3 separate regions of the Zea mays genome follow, and all the other regions are linked to region 1. A link is a contact called in public Hi-C data. All regions are on one chromosome and are shown on one strand. Each heading gives the region's core, a stretch centred on a gene start, on an enhancer-like site or on the middle of the called end of the contact. The rest is flanking DNA. Distances are from core to core; before and after follow the strand shown. Region 1 holds the start of LOC100275988. Region 2 holds the start of LOC100193603 (Mitochondrial substrate carrier family protein). Region 3 holds the start of LOC100276818.

Region 1 (4,743 bases), core at 1,502-4,001:
CTCGTCGTCGAGCCACTTGCGCAGTGTCTCCCTCAGCCATTCAGATTCCTGGCGGTCAGCAAAGAATGGAGGTAAGTTCCGCTGTGATTCGTAGCAGGCAATGTGACCGTGAATTCAGACATCCCATGTCACACAGAAATGCATTGGGATGACCCCAAAAGGGGTGCAAATGTGAGCAGCCAGTATCTGAAGTCTGGACACACGAACATGACCCCTGCAAATTGCGATATTTAACCTTTTGTCCCCGTTGCGAATGTCCCTCCTTCAAAAACCATTATTAAAATGCCATGTATTCTTCTTCGTTTCTTGTCAATTTTATCTGTGGCAAGCCATAGCAGCATATCAGTGTGGTTATGGTACGCATAAAGACGCAAATATTCCCACCTTCCTATCTCTTTCCGTGCCGGGTCGAGCCGATTTAATTGAGTCGAGGCACGGCACAGATAAATGGTGAGTCATGATGTGCCCGTCCATGGACCGAAGTCTAAGTCCAAGCACAGTCAGACTAGTTTTAAACGTCTCATTGCCGGGCTATCGTGACGTGTCGGGCGGCCTAGAGCTTGCCTTGTAACAGAGCTTAAAAATAACTTGTTTTTTTCAATTTTTGTTGTCGTTTTCTCCATTTTTCGCAACAGTACTCGAAAATAGCTTAAAAGTGGGGGACGAGTTGGTCATAGTTGTATATATGGTGGGCTAGATTGGGATGAATAAGGTCAGACCACAAACGGGTCGTGCTCGGCCTCATTGGGCTAAATGGGCCTATTGTAAACGGGTCGTTCCCATGCCGCCCGATGGGCTTATACCTAAGCCCAAGCACGACCCATGACGGGCCTCGTGCCGGCCTAAGCACGATTACTATCGTGTCGTGCCTGTGTCGTGGCAAAATGGTTGTGCCTCGTGCCGGCTCATATAGCCCGCCCCATCTGGTCACCTATAGCTCCAACTGCATCTCCAAGTTCGCCAAGGAGTTTTTCAAAGCGCCAAGCACTTCCTTGCTGAGATCTACCATGTTAGGATACACTAACCAGATCAACTCAAAAGATTAAGTTGATGGAATAAGGTAGGTAATCCACTTATACACTTCAACATCCCCACTCACATGCATCTACAGAGAAACAAATGAAGCCTCCGCTAGGATTTAAACTCGAGTCATCTGGCCTTAATACCATGTTAGAATGGACATACTAACCAGTTTAACCCAAAAACTTAAACTGTTAGGGCAAGACAAGACAAAGACAACAACTAAACAGCTGCAACCTGTCACTGAGAGTGTGCCATTACAAACAATTGCACCCGTGGCAAAGAAGGATAGCTTGGTTTTGATGGATCTCACCGGTTTTACCTTCACTGGTGCAAGAGATCAAGCAACAATTGAACACCAAACTGATCCAAGGGCTAAGGTGGAAAACCGAGACCTAACAGTCCCTGTTAAGTCTGGCGGTTCCATCAAGGCTATCAATGATCAAATATGGAACAATATGGATGTCGATGATAATCTGCTGATTGCAGGTAGAGGAATGTCAAATGGAAGGCAGGTTGATAAATCTGAACAACCAGTGCTGAAACTGACTGCAGATGAGGACATGACAACTAAGGCTATGAAGAGGGTGGCTGCTAGAAACCTTGATGTACACGCACGCAAGGCTAGGATGAACAGACCAAGGGGAAGTTCATGTTCTCCCCCACCAGTTCTACAAAAAAAAAAGTTTTGTTTTCAATAGCGTGATGACTCTTAAAACGGGCTGTTCTCCAACTGTCATAATTGCAAGAGCAAGTTGTGTCGGGCTTGCAACTTTTGATGCAAATGGCTAAGCTTTTCTTCTTCTGGGCACATAGGCGGTGATCTAGTCTATGGATTGAAGGCCATTAGAATGGTGCTTGAGCTCTATTATTATTGTCATTGTTATTGTTACTATCACTACTACTACTATTACTATTACTATTATTATTATTATTATTTTCTTTTTTTTGGCTATGTGGTATGCGCTTTATGAGCATAGGCCGGAAGTCTCCTAGCCAAAGCTCAAAGCTTTTTATCATCTTGATGTACTGTTAATGGTTTCAATATATCGCTTCCCTTTCCGAGAAAAGAGAAGGGGAGATGTATTTGTGCCTTTACGCGTGTCTTAGCCAGCTGACATACTATTCTGATTTGCCATTTAAGCAAAATTGATAAGAAACAAACAAGAATGCACGCTTCGATGGCAAATATGTAAGTGGCATTTTAATAATGAATTCTGAAGGCTGTATTGGGAAACCGGGGAGCAATTTTTGGTTTGAAGTGACGGTATACTATCATTCTACACCATGACCCCTGCAAATTTCGTTTGAAAGTGAGAAGCATCAATCTGCCCCATGAGCGTAGTATGTTCACCCTACTACCCTAGATTGTTTACCGGTACCTAAGAACTGGAGAACAGCTATAGCAACCACGACGAGGCTGCGACAAGAATCGGTGGAAAAAATCAGAGAAAAGACCAAGTTGGGACCGAACCTGCGTTGCTCCTGCAGGCGTCAGCCAAGAATCGGGCACCCTCAGCTCCTGCACGCGGTTGTCCCGCTCCCCGTCGGCGGCGCGGAGATGCCACCGGGGAGGATAGGCGACCCGGACGGAGGCGGAGGCCAGGAAACGGGTAGGGTTGTTGGGGAGAGCTAGGAAAAGATGCGCCTTCGACGGACGGAAAGGATAATGGGGGCGGCCATGGAGAAGAGCAGCTAAGGAGGTAGAAGATAACATTTTTTTCCTCTTTTCTTTTTTTTGGAAAAAAGTTGTCTATACTTTTCAGAGGATCGCGCTCTCCAGCGGAAAAATTTGTGGATTTCATTTGTCCCAAATCCATAGTGTCATCCTCCAAGCTTCCTTGCGTGCTGGATCCTGCCGAATTTGAGTGGCACTGTTCTCTTGTGACAGTTTGTGACCGATGCTACAGCTTTCAGCTGAAAGTTGATTTTATAGGTAACAGTAAAAAAACTGCCACATGGGTAAAATTATTGTTAATGTGTTCCATTATCACTGGTTCTCTCATTAAAAAAACTTTCTTCTTAATCCTGTCCTTAATCTGGCTTATAACTCAAGTTGTGATCGAGCAACCACAAAGCTGAAAATTCATTAACGCTTGTGGTTCTGGACTTGTGGTTAACATTAACAATACCATGGGGAAGCACCTGACATCCTGGTATTTGCATATATCTGCACCCCAAGCTCAACAATTAGTACTGCATCTGATTCAGACTTTCATGTGTGTGACTTCCCAAAACTAAAAAAGCAACAGTTGCATTGACTCTTCATAACAGTCCATTGGTTTCTCTATAGCAGCACTACAAGTTACAACATACAAATTCAAAGTGGAATGAACTGTCCTCATCTGCTTCATGTGGCCTTTGGGGCTATCTAATTCACCTCAGCAACACCAATACAAAACCTCATCTTGAATCATCAAGAAAGAACAAATGGGGCAACACGAACAAATTAACACACAACATAGATCAAACACAAGGTCGTCGATCGCAAGGTTGCTGGATCTAGACGACCTTTGGAGGTGCCTCCAGCATGAGCTTCTCGATAAGGTCCGCAGCGTCCTGCACTGTTGCGATGTCCTGTGCGCTTGTTTCGTCGACTGTTATGTTGAACGCCTCCTCGAGGCCCATCACAATCTCGACCTGCAGGAGAAAGTTGGCGAAATTAAAGTGCTGCTGTTTTTTTTGTTTTTGAGCTACCGTTGATTTCGATGCAGAGGGATTACCGTATCCAGCGAATCAGCGCCAAGTTCAGCGAATTTTGATTCGGCAGTGATGGCGGTCCCATCGGGAAGAGCCAGCTGCTCCTTCACTATACTGCAAACCTTGTCCACTGTCTCTTTCTTAGCCTAATCAATAAACATGAGAATGATGATATTTCAGGTCTTCAAAAAGATGTGACTGCTTCACATCAGGAGTAAGCGCATGTTGACAATCTCAGAAACAGGCAATATGGCTGTCAAGAACCAGGTCACACTCTTCACACCATCTAGTGGTTTGTACTTTCTATACAAATAGCTAAATAATTCCATCTTTTTTTTGCTAACTATACAAAGAATTCAAGTTAATTATAGTATCCCGTATGATGTTAGCAAATAAAGATAACTGTCAATACGAAAAGCTACTACAAATAGGCTGTTGCTTCATCCACCAAACAACTGTTGCTAGCAACAAAGGATGAAATGATGCATACCGAACAGCAAATCTTAAACCCAAGAGACCTTTGTCTTGAGCGGATGGATACAGAAGTCATCCTGTGGCTCTGGAAGGAAACCGAGGTCCAGCTTGGAATCACATTTGTGACCTGAAATAATTGGATTGTTCATATGCACAGAACAACATAGAGTACAATATTGAGAGAATGGCAATTGACACTGAAACAAGATTGACATAGCGCATGTAGTGCAAATACCCTTTTCTAAAAAAAACTTCAAAGCTGCTCCTACTCTCATGCTGGATGTTCAATGAAATCAAAACCAAACAACAGATTTGGGACGGGAAGTCCTTCAGAAATTGAAAATAAATACTAAAATGTGTACATTAAGACAGCATATATAGTGAAGCCAACACATCGCACATATTATATCAGTAACATGATCTAAGTCTGTGATTCCTATGAAGTATGTTCACCTAAACTGAGAGCAAGCTGGTCGCTATTTCAGGTATCATACATTATGTTTTTTTATATTTAAGAAAAATATAGATATATATATAGACAAACTATGA
Region 2 (4,852 bases), core at 2,142-4,641, 300 kb before region 1:
CATTGTTGGCTCCAGGTTATGGCGAGTAGAGTGTCAGACATATTAGATTAGTTTGGTTTATTAGAAAAGATATAAATTAGATTGATTTGGTTAGGATAAGGATCGGTTGCTTAGGGGTCAAGTAAACCTCTCTATATAAGGAGAAGAGATTATCAATCCAATTGAGCAAGAAAGAATTAAGAAGAAAAACCCTTTCCTCTTGCTCCGCCGTGGGCAAGATACCTGGCCGGCCTCCTTACGCTCCCTCAACACTAGCCACCATCATAACAACCATAACAATCCGGTCCCGCTTCCACAGGCTTGAGTTCCCGAATGGCAAGGACGATCCTCTCGTCTGGCGCACACGATGTCAGCACTTCTTCTATGGTCAGCGCGCCTTGGAGGTTGACAAGGTGTGGCTCACCTCCTACCGCCTCACCGGATTGGCACAACAGTGGAACGTGTTGTTGGCGTGTGACGACGACATCCTGTCATGGGAACGCTTCAAGATGTTGTGTCAGCAACGCTTCGGCCCGCCCCTCCGCCATAACCCGTTGGGCGAGCTCACCCGCCTACAATTCCGCACCACGGTCGACGACTACCAAGAGCGTTTCTAGAGCCTTCGATGCCACATGGAGCCGCTCGCGGCTCGCCCCAGCCCAACAGGTGCAACTCTTCACGACAGTACTACCCGATCGCATTCGGATCGACATCGAGCTCCTCCAACCCCTTGACATCAACATGGCACTCAGTTTGGCGCACGCCTACCAACGTCGTTCCCAGGCGCTAGATTCCATCACCTTGGCAACGAGCACCTTTCTACTCCATTCGTTTGCCACATTCTCAGGGTCAGGTGGCTGCCACGCCGACGCTGCAGCCGTCCGCGGGCATGGAGGCTCGCCTACACTGCCACACCCATTCTAGCGTCTGATGCCGACGGAGATGACGAAGCACCGGAAACAAGGCATGTGCTACAATTGTGATGAGCCATATGTGCGCGGCCGCCGCTGCACCTGCCTCTTTTGCCTTAAGGTCTCAGCCTTTGACGGGGACGACCCTCTGCCCGAGGACATGGTGGCGTCCATTGATCCCGTTGCACGCCATTACGAGCATACGAAACGAGGACATTATGTAGCTCATGGTCTCCATCTAGGGCCATCGCTTGATATTGATGCTCGTGAAGAAGCCGGACAACTTGTGGCAGTTATGCATAGACTACAAGCAGTCATCCAACGGTGAGAAAGCATGGGGTTCTTTGCAGGCGCGCACTGCATAGAGCCGCCACATTCCATCACGAACCTCTATGAGGGCATCTCCGTTATCGTTGTTGTGACCACTCCTAGGTATCATCACACACCAGACTACACCATGGGATCCCGGTGGTTGTACACATGCAACTCGATCAGATGGTGCCCTTCTAAGCATCACGTCTGTAGGGGAACATCGACATCTGCAACCATGGCCACCAGCACAGTCCAAGGACGAGCAGTCGTGGAAGGTGGAGTAGTGTTATGGCAAGTGCATTGCCAGACATATTAGATTAGTTTAGTTTGTTAGAATAGAGATAAGTTAGATTAATTTGGTTAGGATAAGAATCACTTACTTAGGGGTCAAGTAAGAGATAAAGATCGCTTGCTTAGGGTTCAAGTAAACCTTTCTATATAAAGAGAGGAGATGTATCAATCTAACCAACCAAGAATTAAGATTTAAGAAGGAACCCCTTCCCTCTTGTTCGGCCATGGGCAAAGCCCTCGGGCGGCCTACTTGCACTCACTGAACACTAGCCACCACCATAACAACATAACACCTAGGGTGAAGTCTAGTAGACCAAAACGTCTAGTGTCTGGGCTCCTCTTATTGCTAAGCCTATGTACTTGATTCTTAGTACTGGTACTAGTTACCAAATATCCTGTAAAATCATAGAATAGGAAATTCGAATTCAATAACCTGCTCTTTTAGGATAAAGACCGTGAATATTTCCAATTCACCATCATTACTCAAAATTGTGAATTCAATATAACATTCTCCTCATCCATATGTGGTGTTGGTTTTTTGCGCACAACTGTTATATACTGCAGGCCAGATAAGCAGCTATTTGTCGCCTTCTTGAAGGGGGGGGGGGGGGGGGGGGGGGTCAGCCTGTATTAAATGTTTTAAGTGGCTGAAACTAGTGGTGTATTAAACCTAGCATGTTCTACGGGAAGGGAAAAGCATCAAGAACTATCGTAATAATGATATGCTTCACAAAGAAACAAAACTATTCCTTACCCATGGGTACTCTTTCGCCACTGCCTGTAGGTATACCTGAACTATAACTGGCTTCTACTGCTTCTACAATGTTTTTGTCTCAATGGATTTTAGCTGTAGCAACCCAAATAACTGGCTTTAATCCGAAACGAATAGTCCAAATAGTACAAATTAAAGTCAAACAAACGGACACCTAGTCTAGTTTTGTAGGCACATTTTCGCACAATTAATTAGTATATGCTGCTACACTATAACGTCGGACCCATCTCAATTCTCAACTAGCATTTCCCTAGGACCGTTTGGATCCCTTCGAACCCATCTCAATTCTCAACTAGCATTTCCCTAGGGGCCGTTTGGTTTTAAAGGAATTAGAATTTATTTAATATAGTAAAGTTATTTGGTTTGGAATTTGATATTCTATCATTTTCTAAAGTTAAATAAGACTATCCAAAAAATTAGGGTGAGGTGGTGGAAATTGATTTTATATATCACTATTCTATGTTTCTAAGCTGTAACTTATAACGCACTCTTCGGCTCGCTTATCTCAAGTAGAAAAGTAGAAATGTAGTACAAATATATTATGTATAAAACTAAATTAGTTTAATTAATTATTAGAACGGAATTCAATTCCAAGGATGCAAACACGGCCTAAGCAGAGAATTCAGAGGGGAGAATTTCTGACTGGCGGAACTAAAACAAAATCAAGAATTAGCACCCGAATGCCGAATCATACATGCGTATTTCCTTGATGTCCTTCCCCAACCGAAACCCGAGGCAGTTCAAGAATATCAAATTACCCAAAATAACAAGCAACAGATGAGAAGAAGAGCAGCTAGCTGACCGAACGGATGGGTCACGGCGGTGGCGGCGGCGACGGCGGCGCCGCTGGTGCCGAAGTGGTACAGCGCGTACCGCCCCGGCAGCGGCTGTCGTGCTTCTCCGTACCGCGGCTGCATCGGGGTTCCCTCCCAAGTTCAGATCCACTTGAAAAGAAAAGGGCGGGCAAGCGAATCTCGGGAGGATTCCTGGATTGAGAATTCGATGGGAGGAGTGAAAAAAATGCCAAAGAGCAGGAGCAGGAAAGAATGGTGAAGCAATCGAATGAGTAGACCAAGAAGGCTCGGCCGGAGGATGATTCTGGAGAGACCAAAGAGCAAGAAATGCGATTCCAGCTCCAGTCACCAGTTCACCACCCTATTGCTCCGTAATAACTGGAGCGGAAGGAATTTTCACGTGCTAGGTACCGATTGCGTCATTCGCAATCTCAACGTGCTTAAAGAATCGTGTATGCCCTTCCATATTCATTCAGTCACGATACAATTTATACTATACTATTTTATGTTATTATTGTCTATCATCACAGGGCATTTGGTCTAGTGGTATGATTCTCGCTTAGGGTGCGAGAGGTCCCGAGTTCAATTCTCGGAATGCCCCTTTTTTTAATTCCATTTTTTTCGTTCGCGGCCAGCAACAAAGCTCTACAGCAGTTCAGTATACTCTTGCATTTTCCCCCCGGTGCAGCCAGGCAGCCAGCGGTATCCGTCATTGCCATCCGCCCATCCCCATCCATAATCCATCTCTATTTCGCAAGAGGGAAAAAAACTTGAGATGGAATCTAATTTGATCCATTACTGCAAAGCGTAACGTGATAGGCTGCATCACAATTTCGTACAACATAGCATGGCATGTCTGCAACGGTTCGAATACTAAATCTTGAGTAGGGATGTCAATGATCTCTAAATTTTATATTATAATATTTAAGGATCAGATCAAGCCTCTATTTCTATTTATTTTTAAACTAGATTTTATTTAGTGTCTTAAGAAATTGTGAAAAAATATTTAGATCATCATCCATTGCCACCCCTAGTCTTGAGAAATATAGTTGTTCCACCACTAAAGAAAACTGTGAACAAACAGACTAATTGGCTTCATCAAATCTCATTTAGACCTGAGCAAGGTTTACCAAACCGTTGGAGCCTAAAAAACCGCCCCCTCCGGTTTCGGTAAACCGCCGGTAAAACCGTCCGGTTTGCCCAAACAAAATCAAACATAGTTTCGTGGCGGTTTACCGATAGAAAACCGGCGATAAACCGCCCGAAACCGTTGATTTTCCAAGAAAATGCAATGGTTTTCGCTGTTTTTTTACAGAAAAAGAAAAACTTTAACAATATTTATTTGTTATTTACTCAATTCACATTACACAGTAAATATTAATTGATCCACGCGATATATGTTCACCAAAATAACATACAACATACATATTCAACCACAAACTTCAGTTCTCACGCAACAAACAACCAACGAACCTTGCAATACTCAAATACAAGTTTTTTATAGCTCTCCAACGAGACAACAACACATAGGTCGACTTATTTTACAATACTCACATGTTCAACTCGACTCATAGCGATAGTATACAAGCATGTTGAAAGGATCGTGATATGGTTCCAATCTGTCATAGTGATAGTTCTATACAAAAGATATGAGATACGTTAGCGAGAAAACAAGAACAACAAATAAATACTTATCCACGAAGCAAAAATAACATATCGGTGCAGCGGGAACTTGTCCATACCCATACTATGGTCCTGGTGGATACCTATTTGACAAATTTGAATATGGCGGT
Region 3 (4,757 bases), core at 1,640-4,139, 360 kb before region 1:
TTGAGTATTCTATGTTCTTGTTCATTCTGCTCAATTTTGATGCTTGTATCCCTTGATCTACTTTCACCACTGAGGATTTGAGCAGCACACTCATTAGCAAATAGCTTGAATAGAGGCTAAACTGTGCAAGATATATAACTTTAATAGTAACATGAAAAACATGAGTTTGTATATCCAGACCTTTTGAGTTCTGATGCATATTTAGGATCATGTACTGACAACCAACGCATGCATCCAGTGTGAGGTGGGATTAAAGATCCAGTAATATGACAACTCATTTCTGTATCCACCCTGTAATTGAACATCAGGGGAAACATAAATAATTTATTTTGATCTCAGAATGTGGACCATTCACGTTACATTTCAGCAACTGCAATGTACTTGACTTCTCATGTACACATTGATGAGCTAGCTCAAGCTCATTTCAGGTGCTGCTGTAACATAATCACTTGTTTTAGGTCTTTGGACATTGCCAAACTGTCCATAGGGACATAGCTGCATGGGCAACATAGATAGATGGACATAGAAAAAAACTAAATGTAGGAGTAGAAGATTATAGGCATTTGACTTCTGAAAATGGAGTGTTTCAAATCAAAAAAGAAGACAAGATTAACAAAACCATGTTATACTGACAAAAATGGAACAAGATCAGCCCATACCTTTTGACAGAAAACCTTATCATTGTTCCTCTTTCAATCACATGTTTTTTATCTGTGAGGCTCACAAATTTCCCTCCATCACTTTTCTGTGCAAAAGTCAAAATATATTAAAAAATTATGCATACATTTTCAAGAGACCAGTTAGCTTATTAACAGTTATGCAGACTTTTACAACGTTTTGTAGTCACAAAAAAACATTCAACAGCCCATGAAGAACACAAGTGAATTCATTTCAGTAGTATAACTTGATATTCACAATGGTCTGAAGAACATCACAAAAAAATTGATGTGCAAACAGAAGTATCGGAAAGTTCTGTATAAAAAATCAAGCTTCACAGGAGTTTCAAGTTGTCCTGGCTTTCGACGCTTGTAAAAAAATCATCTGTTAGCTCCAAATTGTTTCCCCAAATGGTCAACTTTTTTTTAGAAGAGACCGAGGCCCCATTTGGCATGCCTCCTATCAGCTTTGGCTCCTAGCTATAATGCAGTTCTCAGGAGAAGTGTTTTTTACTCCTGCTACAATAAACTGGGAGACAATGAAAGCTAGAGCCATGCCAAACGAGCCTGAAATTGGTCCTAATATTGTCAAAACCTTCAAAGCTGTACTGTAATAAAAGATAAGAAACAAGTCATGGCTGTCCATCTACAACAAATAGGCAAACTTGAGGGATCATAGTTTAAAACATTATTTTTAAAGAGTACATGCTTGTGAGTTCTGATCCATTCTTTGTTCCCACTTCCAAGGATATTTCTTTCACTGAATACAATTTATGAGACAGAGAAAAGAGGACATTGATATACGAAAACTAAATTACTGAAAGAAACTAGAGAACCTTCAAATCAAATATAAACTAATAGAAAAAAGGTGAAGTCCCAAACCATCACATAAAAAATATCATTCTTTTTCTCAATATAACTTACCCATTTGAATTTGAACTTAATATCTTCAGACATAATTGCCACTGAGAAAACCCCTAATACAATGGCATGAATTGACTCCTTCCCAATCATTTCAACCATCCCTTCTGAAGTTAGCAAACAATTAAACATCAGACTATGCATTTCAAATCAGTACCAGGCCAGGTTATTACTTCATTCCACAAGATATGATGGCAGATCAGTCACTAGCAAAAGCACTGATAGAATTTGTAATGGCAGTATAGAAAGCTTCAATAATGTAGTATCCCCAAGTACTAGTAACATGCTTATTTGCTGGCATGAGCTGATACTGAACGCAGTCAATCAGGTCTACTGTCTACAGAAATACTACAACCATTAGTGCTCAAATTGACAAAACAAACCAACTTACCCAGGATCATGTCCGGCTGGGGAGAGAACAGCAGCAGGGTGGCATGCACTTGGACGCTGAAATATGGCACCAAGCCATTCATGATTTTGCCATAAGAAACGGGTTCAGCAATTTGATCATTACGGTCACTCCTTTCATATATGGGTTTGCCCTCTTTGTCTTTGCCAATAAGGAATGAAACTTCATGCATCAGCAACACGCCATCAAAACGGTCCACATACCTGATATGAATTGGCACCATACATATTTGCTCAAACAATAATCAAACTAGCTACAGAAAGCTTCATGGCAGCTCGAAAGTGGCATGAAATTTTGGCCAAACAATAATCAAACTTGCTACAGAAAGCTTGCGACAGCTCGAAAGTGGCCATAAGAATGTGACGAAGAATCAACCAAGGGTCCTATAGCCTCATGCATAATCTCTCCGGGGACTGGACACCTAACGATTTGCTCGGAACTCAAGCCTTATAGCGGCTAAAAGGCGACGCTACCCACTCCCACATCCCCAACCATCCCATATTTCGCGTCTTCCTGCGATTCGAACCCGGATGCGTATGAAAACGGTAGGTCAAGGAACACGAACTTTGCAAAACGCATAGGGAGGAGATGCACGGAGATAGGGAAGGGGAGCGGACGCACGTGAAGAGAAGCGCGCTAAGCTGGCGGGATACGGCGTGCCGGACGCGCTTGGCGTTGGAGGGGTGCACGTACACCGTGAGCTCCGCCTCCGCTTTCCGGAGGGCCTCCATTGCGGGCGGCGGCTGCCGGCGAGCTGAACTCAGAGGCAGAGGCGACACGACAGGGCGCGAGGATGCTGCCTGCCTGGACCCGCTCGGTGTTGGAGGAAGGAGGATACGGCGGCTACCGTCCCGCTCGCGGGAAAGCTAGGGCGGCGGCGAAGGAGCTCAGTGTGGGGAAGCTAGGGCGGCCGTGAAAGGGAAGCCAGGGCTTTTCGAACCCAATGGCTCCGGCCCACAGAATCGACGAGGCCTGTTTTTTTTTCCTGGCTCGGGGGGCCAGTCAGGCCGAGGGGCTGCAACTTGCCTCCACGCCTTCTTGAGCCACGCTGTGGAATCCACGCACTAATTCTAAACAATGTTTAGAAAATAACACTTATTTTTAAGCAATTTAGAAACGGTACCAATTTCATTAACGGGGCGTTTGGATCCCTTCATTTTAGAGGAATTGGAATTCACTCAATAAAGTAACTTATTTAGTTTGGAATTTAACATTCCACCACTTTTCAAAGTTCAGATATAAACCTATCTCAAATTCATGGGTGGAGGGTGGGAAATGATTTTATGCATTAGTAGAATTTGTTTCTACTCTGTAACTTATATGACACTCTTCGTCTCACTCCTCTATAGTAAAAATGTAGCACATAAATATCTCCGACATCTTGCTAATAATAGTATATAAATATATTTTGCATAAAACCGAATTAGCTTAATTGATATATGTCTAAATTATTATTATTATAATGAAATTCAATTCCAATGATCCAAACGGGGCGTAAATAAATTTAGAAAACAACACTTTATCTATATTTTTGATTAGTTTATTTCTCGTCTCACAAGAAAATGGACTAAATTGACCATATCATTTCGTAGCCTTATTTTTTTATCTATTTTATCCACAAGAACAACATAAATACATACAAATATATGAGCTATAGTTTTATATTCGTAAGCATAGTGTTCAACATACAAATAAACATATATTTTCTATAAATAAAGAAGTCTAGATTTAACCATCGAACTTCAAAATTATAATTTGAGATGGAGGGAGTAGTTTTTAAAGAATACACAATTTTTTAAATAAGACGAGCGACTTAAGTTTTTTCAAAAAAACAATCACATCAAATAAAAAGGAACAAAAGAAGTATAATGGAAGACCTTTTAGTGAGCTAAGTTTGTCAATTTTAATAGTTCAATGCTAAAGATAACTGGGTTTGAAGTTCAATAGTTTAATCTAGACTTCTTCCTCAATAAAACAATATGTGCCTATTTGTATTTTTAACACTATAAAATAAAATAGAACTAGTATATTTTATCTATTTAATTTTTTATGGACAGAGGGCTATGAAACAAATAGGGGTAATTTGGTCCAATTGTATGCGGTCCATTTGTATGCAAAATATAGATGAAGTATTTTTTCTGAATTAATTTGGTGAAACAAGTGATGTTCTATGAATTGCTTGAAAACAGATGCTATTTTTTAAACGCCGTCTCAAATAAGTGCTATTTCGTGGATTCTCGTGAGCCAGGCTAGCATCCTGCAACATTGTTTGCTTGAGCCAAATACAATGGGCGTGATTGGTTATCATCATAGTGTTAGCTACAGCTAATGGAAGGAGAAGATAGTAGAGAGGGAGCAGAGGTAGGAGACGAGAATAGGAGAGGAATCAGGAAAATGTCGTATTCATTCAGAGTAAAGTTCATACATGCCCCTTCCTACTGTCCAAGCCAACAACATATATACGACTACTTAGGAACATGGCTCACCAACCGGTGACCGAGGGACACAACCCCACACGCTAGAGACTTACTCCTAGACAGGACCACAACAACAAGGCTGCAGTTAGTTACATCAACTCAGGACCTGCGACTCGAATATTAGTGTCTTCCACGCTCACCCGGATGGAGTTCCTCATGTGGAGTATCTGACAATGGTGGTGTAACATTCTCTCCTCCTTAAAATTCGACTTGCCCTCAAGTCGATGTAGAATCTGAGCACATCCATGATCCTGATGCTCTGAGTGAAGCAGCATGTGTTCCTAGGTAGCCAGA

The links. Hi-C and Micro-C count contacts between places; a contact is called where the count stands out from the background.
Region 2: a contact with region 1 is called in a Hi-C map of tassel, with 4 times the contacts expected there. The contact joins the promoter of LOC100193603 here to the promoter of LOC100275988 in region 1. A contact is called at or near these places in 3 of 25 Hi-C or Micro-C datasets (ear, leaf and tassel).
Region 3: a contact with region 1 is called in a Hi-C map of leaf, with 6 times the contacts expected there. The contact joins the promoter of LOC100276818 here to the promoter of LOC100275988 in region 1. A contact is called at or near these places in 3 of 25 Hi-C or Micro-C datasets (ear, endosperm and leaf).

Annotation. Positions count from the first base shown.
Region 1 is chr10:26,127,046-26,131,788 of Zm-B73-REFERENCE-NAM-5.0, reverse strand. LOC100275988 reads right to left here and starts at 2,751. Exons shown (of 2, transcript NM_001371524.1): 1 at 2,495-2,751; 2 at 1-48. The coding sequence starts at 2,737. It overlaps LOC100284652, which reads right to left. Exons shown (of 4, transcript NM_001157547.2): 2 at 4,211-4,321; 3 at 3,744-3,866; 4 at 3,213-3,660. The coding sequence ends at 3,523.
Region 2 is chr10:26,428,839-26,433,690 of Zm-B73-REFERENCE-NAM-5.0, reverse strand. It overlaps LOC100193603 (Mitochondrial substrate carrier family protein), which reads right to left and starts at 3,391. Exons shown (of 5, transcript NM_001138706.1): 1 at 3,068-3,391. The coding sequence starts at 3,182. It overlaps TRNAP-AGG (transfer RNA proline (anticodon AGG)), which reads left to right and starts at 3,589; the gene lies at 3,589-3,660.
Region 3 is chr10:26,482,718-26,487,474 of Zm-B73-REFERENCE-NAM-5.0, reverse strand. LOC100276818 reads right to left here and starts at 2,889. Exons shown (of 6, transcript NM_001150527.1): 1 at 2,608-2,889; 2 at 1,969-2,189; 3 at 1,581-1,684; 4 at 660-745; 5 at 181-291; 6 at 1-69. The coding sequence starts at 2,717.